Linked DNA regions of Mus musculus: region 2 is linked to region 1. A link is a contact called in public promoter capture Hi-C data. All regions are on one chromosome and are shown on one strand. The core of a region is the stretch at or near the end of the contact, and the rest is flanking DNA. Distances in the headings are between cores, read along the strand shown.

Evidence for each region. Capture Hi-C pulls out chosen DNA fragments and counts their contacts.
Region 2: a promoter capture Hi-C map of adipose tissue shows a contact between it and region 1. The contact joins two enhancer-like sites. A contact is called at or near these places in 1 of 39 promoter capture datasets (embryonic stem cells), 4 of 15 datasets of contacts at CTCF or cohesin (the G1E-ER4 cell line, embryonic stem cells and pro-B cells), 126 of 484 Hi-C or Micro-C datasets (the AML12 cell line, the AtT-20 cell line, B cells and 68 more), 10 of 115 datasets of contacts at active chromatin or transcription factors (astrocytes, bone marrow-derived dendritic cells, embryonic stem cells and 4 more) and 4 of 9 other capture datasets (adipose tissue, embryonic stem cells, liver and 1 more).

The regions. Positions count from the first base shown.
Region 1 is chr3:157,881,106-157,888,409 of GRCm38.p6, reverse strand. No RefSeq gene overlaps it. Among named protein-coding and RNA genes, the nearest start is that of Cth, 40 kb to the left of the region's middle. Within about 2 kb of position 4,144, at least 39 of the 459 cell types and tissues checked have an H3K27ac peak or open chromatin away from gene starts, as enhancers often do. A contact at or near this core is called in adipose tissue and pancreatic cancer cells, where this site is marked.
Region 2 is chr3:158,059,201-158,066,504 of GRCm38.p6, reverse strand. Lrrc40 (leucine rich repeat containing 40) reads right to left here. Exons shown (of 15, transcript NM_024194.6): 12 at 5,157-5,267; 13 at 3,779-3,856; 14 at 2,636-2,821; 15 at 1-392. The coding sequence ends at 287. Among named protein-coding and RNA genes, the nearest start is that of Lrrc40, 26 kb to the right of the region's middle. Within about 2 kb of position 4,239, at least 56 of the 459 cell types and tissues checked have an H3K27ac peak or open chromatin away from gene starts, as enhancers often do. A contact at or near this core is called in adipose tissue and pancreatic cancer cells, where this site is marked.

The sequences.
Region 1 (7,304 bases), core at 2,895-5,394:
AAAAATGTGTGTTGTGATATAGAGGACTAAAAAACAAGTTCAGTCGATGGAGGACTTGCTTAGAATGTCCGAATCCCTCCGTTCAATCCCTAGCTTCCCATAGACTGGTCATGGTGGCTTATGCCTCTAATTCCTGCACTTTGGAGATGGGGGCGGGATAATCAGAAATTCAAGGTCATCTTTCACTACATAGCATGTGTGTGTAAGTGCATGCCCACTCTGAATAAAGTAGTAGGCTATCATTAAAATCTTGGCTTCCCCTCCACCTATCTTGTTTTAGCCTGGAACAGAACATCCATCATCTGAGCATAAGCATCATCGAAACTTGAAGCACTGTGGGAGAGAAGAAGAGTCACTGTCAGGGAGCCAGGCAATGTGGCAAGAATTTGGAAATCAGTTGAAGAGGTGAAGCATTGGCTTTACCCCTGTATTTTGCTTCCCCGAGGACTGGCAGTGTAGCTCCGAGGTAGAGAACTTGTCTTGTTTAGCAAACACAAGGCCCTGGGTCCACCTTTAGCACTGAAGACAACACAAAGCAACAAAAGCAGCAACTACACACCAGAAGAGCTGGGCAGAACATGTGCTAATCACAGCACTTAGTAGTTGGAGGTTGAGTTTCAAGTTCTCAAGTCCAAGCCCAGTGTGGGTTATATAGCAAGACTGTCTCAAGATTAAAAAAAAGAAGAAGAAGAAGAACTGAATGAAACTAGTTTTGTTTCATCGCTGCTCCTATATTTCTTCCTTGTTTTAGACTGGCAAGTGCTGGGAATATATCTGTTTGGGGCTACTTACCCAGGGAAACAGGGGTGGGAAGGAGTTTGGTAATTCATCACAGCATTGGTCTTTTAAGAGATAGATCTAGCAATTTGCCTGAGAAACTTGGAGCTAATGACTGTTAAGTCAGGTGAAAGCAAGTATACTTTGGTTGCCAATATTTTGCTGGGAAAAGTTCCTCTTGTGTTATATTCTAGAAGGCCAGGAACAAGGACCCTGGGCAACATCACTGCCTGGATGCTAAAGAGGAAAAGCCTCTATCTGCTTGAGGCCTGGGTATTCCATACATGAACGAAAAAGTGTTGAAAGGTAGATAATGGCCCAGACAATGTCTGGGTGCCTAGGCTCTATGGTCTTACCGGAAAAGTAACCAATGGCAGTGACTTCAGAAGATAATCACTGATTCTGTGAAGATACTGATTTCAGTGCCTGTTTGACGTATATTTAAGGTAAAACTAAAGCAGTGTAGAATCTTTCCAAGAATTTCGATCCTCATCCAATTACTTTAATGATATAAAATATATGTCTTGTTCTGGGTGTCTACACTTGAAATGACTATTACTTGGGCCAAAATCATTGTAGTAAATAAAATTTTGGATCCATTCACATAGCAGTGCTGTCACTAAGGAGAAATAGCTTTAGAGCCCATGATTTGCCAGTCTTGTTAGTTTTTATATAAAAGTATAGATTGCAGTAAATGAAACATTTTAATTATTGAGTGAGGCAAGGCCAGTTTCTATCCAAGGAATTCTACATGGTCTGGTATGACCAACATGTCAGAGCCAGTATTACATTCTGTTACTCTGCAAGGAAGGTAAAAATACAGGCTCAAAGGATCAGAGCCAGCCCTGTCCTGTGACATCTAATGTTCTGAAGCAAGGACTCAAGAAGAAGGTTCTATTAGCTGAGGCCTCCTAGGGCCTGGGTTCAGCAATAACTGTTCCACCCTTTAAAGCACACTTTAAAGGATTGGGGCATCTTAAGGGAACATTTATTGTGATCATATGGCATTTGAGCTGTGATGGGCTGAATGCTTTCTGTCCTTCAATACTATGCTCCTTGAATAAGACGTGGCAAATGATAAGACCCTGGCCTGCTTTCTGCTACAGGCATAATTATGTTTTAAAACTGGTGTCTTTTACAAATACACACTAAAATTTTTTGCATATAAAATTGTCTCGTGTCCTGGCTTCTGTGAGAATATGGTCCATGTGCTGTCACTGGGTCTGGACTGCTCCCCAAAGGCTGGTGTAAAGACTGTGTCCCAGGAAGGGGTTATCTGGAGGTGGTGATACGTCCAAGCAGCTGGTTTGTGCGAGACACTTAGTTTATTGGAGGCATGCCCTGGAAGTGTATTATAAGACCCTTTACTCTTTCTCTCTCCCTCCCCCTCCCCTCCCCCTCCCCCTCCCCTCCCCTCCCCCTCCTCCTCCTCCTCCTCCTCCTCCCCCTCCTCCTCCTCCCCCTCCCCCCCCCTCCTCCTCCTCCTCCTCCTCCTCCTCCTCCTCCTCCTCCTCCTCCTCCTCCTTCTTCTTCTTCTTCTTCTTCTTCTTCTTCTTCTTCTTCTTCTTCTTCTTCTTCATGTGCCTGTGTTTGTTCGGTGTGCAGGAAGTGTCTCTCTTTCAGTGTATATGTGTGTGTGCATACATGTGGAAGCCCAATTTCTTTCCTCCATGACTCTTCCCCTTTTTGTTTTCTGAGCAGAGTCTCTCACTGAATTGAGACGAGTATCAGGTTGTCTAAGGTGGCTGGCCAATGAACTTTAAGGATCTGCCTGTGTCTCCAAGTCTGAGGTTATGAACATGTGCTGCCCTGCTGGAGTTTTACATGAGTTCTTGGGATTCTCACTTCACGAGATAGAACCCATTCTCAACACTTATACCAGAGCCAAGAACCTGTGGTTAGACAGGTCATGGGCCCTTAGGATGAACTTAATGTTATTTTTTCTGCAAAGTGGACACAGTATTAAGATGATTCCCCATGACTCATTGCTATACCCATAAATTAACCCATCTCTCAACCCTCATCAGGGAAGCGTCATCTTGCTATAGATGGTTTTTAACACAAAGATTCACAGCTGGCTAAGGTACAGAGAAGAAGCTGCAGAACACTTGGCTTTAGATGGAATACCTGTATCATACCTTTCCTCCTAAAGGCTCAGGGAACTTTGTGGAAGAGGGGCAGGAAGACTATAAAATCTGGAGGTGGTAGGTGACTACAAGAAAGTAATGTTTTCCAGACACAACTGAGAAGTTGCAATATGAACTCCATAATTTTGATAGCGTGTACAAGACGTTTGCAAGACCAAGCCAGACAAAAATGCTAGCATAGGGGGTGAAAGGTAGGTACAAGGTCCCACCCTTAACGGAAGAGCTATTGGCATTTGAAAGCTACAGGAAGAGGAAAAAATCAGTTTTCTTAAGACTGTAGTTCCTGGCCGGGCATGGTGGCACACACCTGTAATCCCAGCACTCGGGAGGCAGAGGCAGGCAGATTTCTGAGTTTGAGGCCAGCCTGGTCTTCAAAGTGAGTTCCAGGACAGCCAGAGCTATACAGAGAAAGTCTGTCTCGAAAAACCATTTAAAAAAAAAAAAAAAAAAAAAAAAAAAAGACTGGTTCCTGGCTGGCTGATCACACTTCAAGGCAGGTCCTACACCCAATAGTATTTGGGATTTATTTATTATGTATACAGTTCTGTTTGCATGTATGGCTGCAAACCAGAAGAGGACATCAGATCCCAGTATAAATGGTTGTGAGCTACCTTGCTGCTGTTGGGAATTGAACTCAGAACCTCTGGAAGAGCAGCCAGTGATCTTAACCTTCGATCCATCTCTCAGGCCTTCATTAAAAAAAAAAAAAAGTTATATTTTAAGAGATAGGGAGGTGGGGGTAGATGTAGGAGGAGTTGGGGGGAAATGAGTGAATATGATTAAAACACACTATATGAAATTCTCTAAAAACCAACAAAAAATATAGTTAGCATGGCAGGCACTTCTCCCCTGCTCAGTGTTGCAGGAGTACTTGGAATTAATGCTTTTCCAAACTACACAGTTATTTGAATTACACAGACAAATGCTACCAGTTGTTTTTAACATTTATTACAAAATGTTTATCAATGTGTTGTAGCTCAAGGGTTTTGCCAGGAAACAGACTTAGCACAAATCAGCCATGCCCCGTGTGAGCTGCAAGCCTTTTGGCAATGCATCTCCAAGTTGGCATCTGTTGAGTGGAGAGTTATGATATTTTTCTTGTAAGATTGTGGAAACCAAAATTCAATAATTTACATAAAGATCTTGGCAACTTCTGTGACTAAAAGCGAAAGCTCCTGAGTGGAACTTACTGTTACTCACAAAGTTGAGTCCACTTTAGTGACTCACGCGACTTCCAGCACAGATGAGTCAGGAGCAGAGAGAACGTGCCCTGGGTGGGGAGACGATGCAGACTTTGGTTGATAAATTTATTCAAAGTTTTTCAGCCAGGATGATGAAGAGGACAGGTGTGTCATCTACTCTCTTACTGCTGTGTCAGAGTTCCCTACAAAAGCAAGTTAAGGAAGGAGTTTATTTCAGTCATAATCAGAAAACAGTCTGTCACTGTGGAGAAGGTGTGGAGGCAGGAGCACGAGAAAGCTGGTCATGTTGCATAAACCCACAGTCAGGAAGCAGAGAAAGATAACTTTCTCCTTTGTATCCAGCCCAGGACTCCAGGGCCCACATCCAGGGTGGTTCTTCCCATTTTTGTTAAACATTTCTGGAAATATTCTCTTAGAGACACCCAGAGGTTTCCATGGTGATTGACCAACTTGACGAGTGAGGTTAGCCTTAGCCAGTGAGAAGGTCCTTGTTTGAAATGGGAAGAACAGGCTAAGCAAAGAAGTGGAAAACATTGATTCCTCCAGGTCTGCTGAAGTGTAAGCGAGTCACGCGGAATAGACAGCTCAGGAGACCGCTCTGTCCTCTCAGGAGCAGTCGTGTCTTGTTGAACACTGGAACACTTGAGCAAAAGGTCCATTCCCTTTCTTGGTTTCTCCTCTGGAAACCCCCTATCTCCTCCTCTTACCCCTGCTCACCAACCCACCCACTCCTGCTTCCTGGCCCTGGCATTCCCCTATACTGGAGCATAGAACCTTCACAGAACCAAGGGGACAGGGTATTTCTATGTAACCCAGACTGACAGGGAACCTTCAGCAATCCTCCTGCCTCACTTCTCTCCTGCTGGGATCACAGGCATGTACAGCCACACCTGGCTTTAGTGCCATCATTTGATGCCCTACTTAAAGTGGAGGACAAGCCTTCACTTCGAGTGATTGGTGTAACAGAGAGTGAACGGTGACGAAAGCTTGCTAGCCAGGTTTCAAAAACACACATCCATGTGTATGCTTTGGCTAGAAAGTTCAAACCAGAAGTTTTCCTGCTCTGTGAGGAAACCTAGCCCTTGACCACTTTTCTCTCCAGGCAGTTGCTGCCTCTTTAGAGGCAGCATTTAATTATGCATGTGACTGGACTCTATTAAGCCTTTTCTTTCTCTGCACTCCGTATAAGGAAAGCTGTCAAGATCTTTGAACTAGATCACCAGGAACAGGGCATACTTCCCGCTCTCTGGATATTTAGTTTTAGGCCACAGATCTTTTACTTTGCTGACTGAGTTCTGTGGTGTACTTTCCCACCAGTCCTACTTCAGAGACAGAAACCCATTGCCAGGCCATGTCAGCTCTGGGGTGGACCCAGGCACCACATACGGGCCTTCTGAGGTGTCAGTAATATACAACTTTCCTATCCTTCAGGTACCAAAGCTCACAGACATAGTAAATGACTGGAACTAAATAAGGAATTTATTTATTTTACAATTTTATTCTTCATAGTTTCTTCCTAGACAAGCTGTTTAGAGGAACTTGACACAGGGAAGTAGAGTCAGGACCACTAATGTCCTCGCTCATGGCCGCAGCTTAGTTCTGCATCTTGTCTGTGGAACTGTCGAGTTGTCTGGAAGCTGGTGCACAGGGTGGAAAGCTGGGCTTGCTTCTAGGCCAACAGTCTTTTTGGGTTGCTTTTATAAATTTTATATGTATAAAACTGAGTAAGAACACTGGTTACTGTCTTCTTTTAGTATCTCTTAAGTCTTCCTTAGCTTTTTTCATCCAACACAGCCCACATGGAATCATTAACAATATCTCTTTTTACTTAGACATCTGGTCAGTTGTTTATAGTTCATTATTTAACATTCAAAAAGTTATTCATTGCAAAAAATTTCCATATATTTTTTCCTAAAAAATAAAAATCACCAGAGCACCCACATCCAGTAAGGTGTAACTTGTTCAAATAAAAAACAAACACATTTCTATTTCACCACTCAAGGCCGCCGGTGAGTGAAGCCTTGTACACTGTGATGAGCATGGTGTCCCTGACCTTTCAGTACAGTGGAGTTTATGAACTCACAGATAAAGAGGGATGGACACGGGCACAGTTCAGCATGGTGTGACTCAGTTGCAAAACATGAGAAAGGGCATAGGTAGACAATGACCACCATTGTGTAATCAGGTCATCACATGTGAGGTGGGACATATGTGTGCACTGCCCAATTCACCCTCCAACTCAACTCACCAGGAACATCAGTTCTTAGTGTACTTTCATCTCTTTGTTGCTCTGACTACCATGCCAGTCATGTTAGCATTTTGTCTAGGCTCCGCCCCACAGTTACCTGGCAATAGCCAGGTGTGCCTGACTCACTATAAAAGAGGCTGCTCACCCATCCTTGCCTTCTTGCTCTCACTCTGTTCTCTGTCCCACTCCCCCCTCTCCCCATACCCCTTTACCCTCTCTCTCCACATGTTCACGGTTGGCCTCTACCTACCCCCCCCCCCTTCTCTGTCTCTACTACCCTCTCAACTCCCCTCCCCATGCCCTGAATAAACTCTATTCTATACTATTTTATTCTATATTATTCCCTCGGAGGAGGGGGTGCTTCAGCATGGGTCTGCGGAGGCACCCCTTCCCCTATACCTGACTACACATCCACCAAACATAGTCCTTTTCTCCTTATTTTTATATGACACAAGAAGTCAGGTCTTTATAAATCAGATGATATACTCTGTTAAAAAATCTTCCAGAGGCTGGGCTGTGGTGGCACACACCTTTAATCCCAGGACTTGGGAGGCAGAGGCAGGTGGATCTCTGTGAGTTAAAAGTAGGCCTGGTTTACTGAGTGAATTCCAGGATATCCAGGGCTAATTAGTGAGACCCTGTCTCAAACAACAAAGACAAACAAACAAAAAACAAAAACAAAAACCAAGCAACCAAAAGCTCTTCCAGTTTCTGATAGCCCTTAGGGATGCAATGACAATTTTCTGCTGTCTCACATTGACCTAGCAATTGTATTGTGAGTATTCCTCCAGCCATATCTCATCTCTCTCTCCTCATCGCACCCTGCTTACTGGCCAAGATGGAATGTTTTTAGTTCACTACACAAGCCAAACTCATTCCTGCCCTGAGGAGTTTCTCTTGGCTTTGCTTTCCCAGAAGCCCACTGCTGAA
Region 2 (7,304 bases), core at 2,990-5,489, 180 kb before region 1:
GGAAAATGAAAAGATACCAGGGGGAACCCAGATTTACAAAGATGGTTGCTTTTTCATTATAAAAATCATATGAAAAGTTCTTGCAGTGTCATAAAGGAATGAATTTATAAAACATTTAAAATCTGTAGCAGTTGACATTATAAATGTTCACATCACTTCACAAACTGTAGACATTTAGTAGGAACGACCATAGCCCAAACAGTGACTGTCTAGTGACACCTGGACACTGGAGGCTGGCTCTGTCCTATCCCGAGTGACCATGCCCAGAGTAAGAAACCAGCGGTACTCAGGCAGGGATTCGATCTCTCAAATACTCCAGCACAGCAGCTGTGCCTTTCATTAATATGGCCGCTCGAGGAACTCGGAATGGATTTCCATCTAGCAGTAGTGTCCTAAACAGAAGAAACAGGAAAATCAAACATTTCCCATTAGTGATTTTCTTTTCATGAAATAAAACTATTGTTTGCAATTTTATAAATAAAGTGTGTATTTTCTTATGTGTCTTTTAAAAGTCCAACTAAGCATGCAAACAGCTAGAATTATGACAATGTCCAACAGCACTGGCTAACTATCACATGAAAGTCACATTAAGGTGTTTATAGTCTCTGACTCTGTAGGTTTTGTTTAAAAAGACTTATGGTATAGGTATCATTAATATTTCTAATTTAAAGAGAAATACAAATCTGGAGAGACAAAAGCCCATTCAAAATAAACAGCTGCTGAATGGTGGCACTGTGATTTGAGTCTCCTCTCGATTTGCTACAAGCACACTCTAGGTAATACAATAGATTTAAGCAAGAGAGTGAACAAACGGATGTGGGTCATGCCAAGAACATTGAAGTCACAGCTCACTCCACACCCTACAAGGTCCCTTTCTTTTTATCTTTTTTCTGTTTGTGGGTTTTTTATTTTATTTTTCATTAATTATTTATTTACATTTCAAATGTTGTCTCCCTTCCTGATCCCCCTCCCCCTGCCCCTGCCCTTCGCCTCTAAGAGGGTGCTCCTCTACCCACCCACTCACCCACCTAGCATCCCCCTTCTTGACATCAAGCTTCCATAGGACCAAGTACATCTCCACCCCCCTTTACTGATGCCAGATAAGGCAACCTTCTGCTACATATGTAGTGAGGAGTGCAGACCGGCCCATGTACACTCTTTGATTGGTGGTTTAGTTCCTGGGAGCTCTGGGGGGTCTGGTTAGTTGATACTGTTGTTCTTCCTATGGGGCTGCAAAGCCCTTTAGCTTCTTCAGTCCTTCCCCAAACTCTTCCATTGGCGTTTCCATGCTCAGTCTAAAGGTTGGCTGTAAGTATCTGCACCAGAAGGGCCTTTCACACATGTCCGCCCTCCCATATTTGGAAATAAGACAATTACAATTTACAAATTATGGGCTGGTTATTTTGTTTTTAATGGGATTAGTAAAATATCTTCAATCAAAAGACTTTAATAATCTAAAGTTTTATGTAAAAAAAATTAAAAGGCTCACACAACATTATAAAGGTTCACCTATAATTCTTCAACTATTTCCATGTTACTAGGGAACTCTTTTTTTTTTTTTTTTTTTTTTTTTTTGGTTTTTCAAGACAGGGTTTCTCTGTGTAGCCCTGGCTGTCCTGGAACTCACTTTGTAGACCAGGCTGACCTCAAAGTAAGAAAACCGCCTGCCTCTGCCTCCCTAGTGCTGGGACTAAAAGCGTGTGCCACCACACCCGGCACTTGGAAACTCTTATACACTTAATTTTCTTAGCTTCTAGAAAAAAAAAAGAATTGCAGTTGACTCTCACTGTACTCTGTTATCTGTTAATCTACCCACTCCAAATCTGTCTGTAATCCCAAATCACTGGATTTGCAGGTTATGCTGAGAATAGGAAAAAATTGATGTCTTTCAAGACTTCATTCCTGTGAAGTCTGATAGAGCATCTGGAATCACACTGCAATCAGGCGTCCAGCCTATGGCCTACTCAGTGCATAGTTAACAAGTATTTGTACCTTTTGTTTATCATTTCACTGTTCAAAATGGATCCAAATAGCCAGGGATGAAATTTTACAACTATAACCCCACTAAGACAAACAGCCAAAACATATCATGCTGCTTTCAAGAATCAAGCATCTTCCAGCTGAGCTCTGCAGCCCTCACCCTCCACCTACTGTTTAACCAGCCCTTAATGAGGTGCTTAGAATGACTGAAGCTTTAACACAACTAAAAAAAAAAACCTAGAACAGATGGGTCAGAAAGAACAGTAGCAAGGATTCTGTGTGAAGAGGAGGAAGGCTTCCCAGGGGGTACTAAGATGGTTACTACTGAGATCAGGGTAAGGGCTGAGGGAGAAGCAAGTGGAGAAAGACCATAAGGACTGGGTTTCCAAAGTTGGTGCCCTGTAGTGTGACCTCAGAAATCCCTCTCCCCAGTGCAATTCTGGATAAGCATATACAGAGAATAATACTAAGAGAAATGGTGTTTATGCATACATCATGATATATACATGCCAGAAAACATCTGGTGAAATTTAAAAAGAAAAATGAGGTGTTTGCTTAACTATTATTGTTAGAAGGTATTAAGTCTGTTATTTCAATTTCCTATAAGAAAAAAGCAATCAACAAATCAATTGGGAACCCCCAGTAAGGAAGTTACCGTAGCTGCACACAGTTCCCAAGCTCTGGGGGAATCTGCAAAAGGTCATTGTTTTGAAGGTCTAAAGTATTCAGATTTTCCATCAGCTTCATCTTCTGAGGGTCCACAGAGCCAACCTGATTGTTACTGATCAGAACCGCTTCCAGTGTGGAGATTCGATACAGAACTTCAGGAAACACTTTGAACCTGTTACAATGTGAACACAACAACTTCATGTAATGGGCAAGAGTTACATCACCCTTAAAAATGGATGACTCTGTTTAAGTGTGCTTTAAGTTCTATAATCAAAATTTCCCTTTTTTTTCGAAAACAATTTTTTATTAGATATTTTCTTCATTTACATTTCAAATGCTATCCTGAAAGTCCCCTATACCCTACCCCCGCCCTGCTCCCCAACCCACCCACTCCCGCTTCCTGGCCCTGGCATTCCTCTGTACTGGGGTATATGATCTTTGCTAGACCAAGGGCCTCTTCTCCCAGTGATGACCGACTAGGCCATCTTCTGCTAGATATGCAGCTAGAGACACAGCTCTGGGGGGTATTGGTCAGTTCATATTGTTGTTCCACCTATAGGGTTGCAGACCCCTTCAGCTCCTTGGGTACTTTCTCTAGCTCCTCCATTAAAGACTGATTTTGGAACACATACTCAGCAGACATAGAAGATACTATTGATTATAAGAATCAAAATGAGCAAAAGCTGAGGCAAAGCTCCTCACTGATGGGCAACATATCTTGAGGTGTCTACAGGCCACCCTCAGGAAGTTACTCTTTCTTGATCTAATTTTGTTTAGGCTTCCAGAACAAGGGCATTTTGCATTCTTTCAAGATTCCTGACCATCACAGACACAGGCTTCATTGTCCAAACCAACCTATCAGATGCCAAAGACAGGTGTGCCTGGCTAACATCTGTTTACCTCAAGGCACCACTTTCCACTACAACAATCACAATTAGTCAGATGTTTATCTTTCTTCTAGACTATGGGTTTCTTGCAGTGGTAAAACAAACAAATCAGCTAAGCACCAATCATGAGATTTCTAAGCAATATTACATTCAAGTAGAATCTAAATGAAAATAAAATCTGCTAGTAAAATATGATAAAAATAAAGGCTTCTGATCTATCTGGCTCCCAGATGTTTCCTCACCTGTTAAAGGAAAGATTGATCGTTTGCAGTTTTGTCAGTGATGACATCTCTTCAGGCAAAGAACTTAAAAAATTATTCCTAGGTTGAAAATCAAAACACAATTTTTAAAGTTTGAAAACCTTTACTGTTTAAATCCCAGGAAGAATAAAAAACACACAAATATGTTTGTCAATTCTTATTAATCTGATCTCCTTAGGATGACCCTAGGAAGTGGGGTTGGTAGTAGTTAATGACACAAGTCTCCTGCAGCCTTTTGTTTCTATGCACAATGATTGACTGTACACACTCTATTGCACAGTGACTGTCTGTGCACTCTATGTTACACAATGACTGACTGTACACACTGTGTTGCACAATGACTGACTGTACATGCTATGTTGCACAATGACTGACTGTATACACTGTGTTGCACAATGACTGACTGTATACACTGTGTTGCACAATGACTGACTGTACACGCTATGTTGCACAATGACGACTGGCTGTGTATGCTATGTTGCACAACGGCTGTTCACGCTATGCTGCAGAGCTCACACCTGTCCTATTCTTTTTCTTCAGTCTTTCTGCTGTGAGACATGGAAGCAGATTTAATTCTTCTATCAGAGATTTAAGGGACAGTTACACAGAGAGACATATACACAGAGCTTGGGGCAAAAAGAAGGAAACAGCAGCCGTGGGGAGCTCCCTTCCTTTTGTTCCATCAGCTTTATGCTCTGCTACCCCAGAGAAGTGAAAGCTCCATAACTAGGGCACACCCTCCTGCCTCAACTGTACTTTATGCCAACTAAAAGTACTCTAGCTAACCACAGGAAGCATTAGCAAAAATGCAGGCCCTAAAAACAGAGTTTACAAGTACAATGTTAATGCTGTGACCCTGGGATGCACAGTATCACCCTATGAGCTGCTAGCTTCCCACTGAATTTGTTTAAATCTAGCTTGCTATGATTTCCAAACAGCATAAGGTAGGTTCTCTCTCTCTGCTCCAGGCAGGGCTCTTCTGCTTGACCTATCTACTGTCCTGGTTGGGCCTGGTGCAACCGCAGGGCTGCTCAGAGGGGTGGACATGCTGCTTAGTCACTATCTACTTCAGCGACAAACAAGAGGAAGGAAACAGTTTCCATGCACGAACTGCCAATTTACTTAGGATCTAAAGAATATATATTGATTAAAAATACTTTAGATAATTTTATCTCACCACTTAAGTTATAAGCTACTTACAATTGACAGTTAAAATGCCTAAATAAGTTAATTTTACATTTCCCCTAATATACTTAATACACTAAAGACCAAATTCCATACTCACCAAGAAAATACAACATAAAAACTCAAAAGATGAATCATAACATTTAAGATGTCAAGTGACAGAATTATCAAGTACCTTAAATCTAAAAATGTCAATTTCTGAAGCAAGCATAACTCGTGGGATATAAATGAAAGCTTGTTAAAACTGAGGTTGATATCCAACACCATTTCCTTCAGCTCAACAATCCTGAAACAAAAACAATTTTAAATATCAGCACTTACTCAAAACTGAACCCATGATAAGAGGAAGAACAGGACCTTACTTCCTCACAGAAACTTCAGAAACTGGCTGTGCAAAGACTAAACATCTTAAAAACCACCTTACCATGACTGACCAAGGCTTCAATCTGACAATGGATGGATACTGAAGTTTAATTTAAAAATTCACTGATTATACATTTAACCAAATCATGACACAAAAGAGAAAAATCAGACCTAGGTGGCTTCTATAGCATTTTATTTTGGCAGTGAACTAAATTCATGAAGTGTTTTGTTAGACACTGATATCACAGCATTTTAGACAGCATAATGGAGAGAAAGCTAAGATGTTAAGAGTACTGGCTACTCTTTAGAGGACCCACTTTTGATTCCCAGTACCCACGTGGCAGCTCACAGCCATCTGTGACTCCAGTTTTAGAGGCTCCCACACGCCTCTGTCCTCCACAAGCATCAGACATTTAAGTGATTCACTGATGCAGACAAAACATCCATACACAGAAAGTAACTTTTTAATTTGATCTATCCATTTTTTTTTAATATTTATTATCTGAATTAGCATTAAATATAATCATGGTTAAAACAATATCTGAAAACAGTTTCTAAGTCTGGCAAGTGCCACCCCTAAACGGTGGAGGTCCAAGTGTAAGGACTGACCATCTCTAATAAGCCTAACCAAGTTTAAACATTTTAATTATGTGACTGATATAATCTACCACATAACAAACTTTTTTTTTTTTAAATCTACCACATTACTAAAGAGAAAGAAAGAGAAGACCATCACAGCTGGTGATGCAGGTGCAGGGAGGCGGTGAGCTTCAATGAGTAACTAACAATCTTTAAAAATGTTATTGGGTATATATGTACTAAGGGTCATATCTCTCAACACAGTAGTTTTTCTGGAAATTTGGCTTAAAGAAACAGTATGTTTTTTTAATTGCTACAAGGAAGGACCCTACTTACTTATACACAGCTAAGATAGATTTTAAAAATATTACTTATGAAGTTGGGAAATACAAAAAGAATCCAATAGGTAAATACATATGGTAAATAAAGCATTCAAGACACAAATTACACATAAAATTCCAAACAGCTTAAGATAAAATGTCATTAACATATATATCAGTGATAAGACTGCATGCAACATCCTTCCATTTCATCCAGTCCTTTATGAATACTCATTATGAATTATAAGTTTTAGCTATAAGAATAAGAGCATGCTTAGAAATACTCTAGAGCAAGGTGTGCTGTGTTCTTTGACTTTATAAGTTGCTGTTGAAAAACACCAAGCATCCCTGGTAAGAGAATTGCACACTGTGTAAGAATGAGACTGTAGAATAAAGTAGTAAGTACAGCCTATGTACGCAGGGGCTTCCCCTGCAGCTCTCCATCTTGACTCCATTAGTTGGCATGATCCACGTCTGCCCAAACAAACCATGTACATCTGGGATCAAATCAGACATCTTTCTAGCCCTTCAACAACAGGAACAAAAAGATGGACAGCTCTGCTTTTCTAACAGGCTATCTTGCTTCAAGACCTACATCCCAAGTGTTCTCTGTAAATGTGACACATTTTATAGTTTGCTCTTTTAAACATTTGAAAATCTGGGCAGTTCTATGAAGCAATTCTTATACTTATTTTTTCTTTTGATATAGCAGTCTTTACCATTCCATCAGTTCCCTTGTGCTTTGTCATTTTCTATCTGCTTTCGTTAGGTGTCCATGTGTCGTGTCTACTAAGACACTGAGCATGATGTCATAGGTGAGAAAGCTAAGAGCAGCTTGTCACAGACAAACAGCACACTCAGCTGTACTGCTGCGATTCCTCACCAGGACACATCCTGTCCTGTAGTCTGTGTATAGTGAGAGGTCATTCGTTTGCCAGCATCATTTGGGTGCAGACAGTTAACAAACTCTGTTGAAGTTCAACAATATACTAGTTTTCTCCTTTAACTGGAAGATTTTGTTAATTAATGCCAACAATGACATACTGAACAGAAGAAAGTAC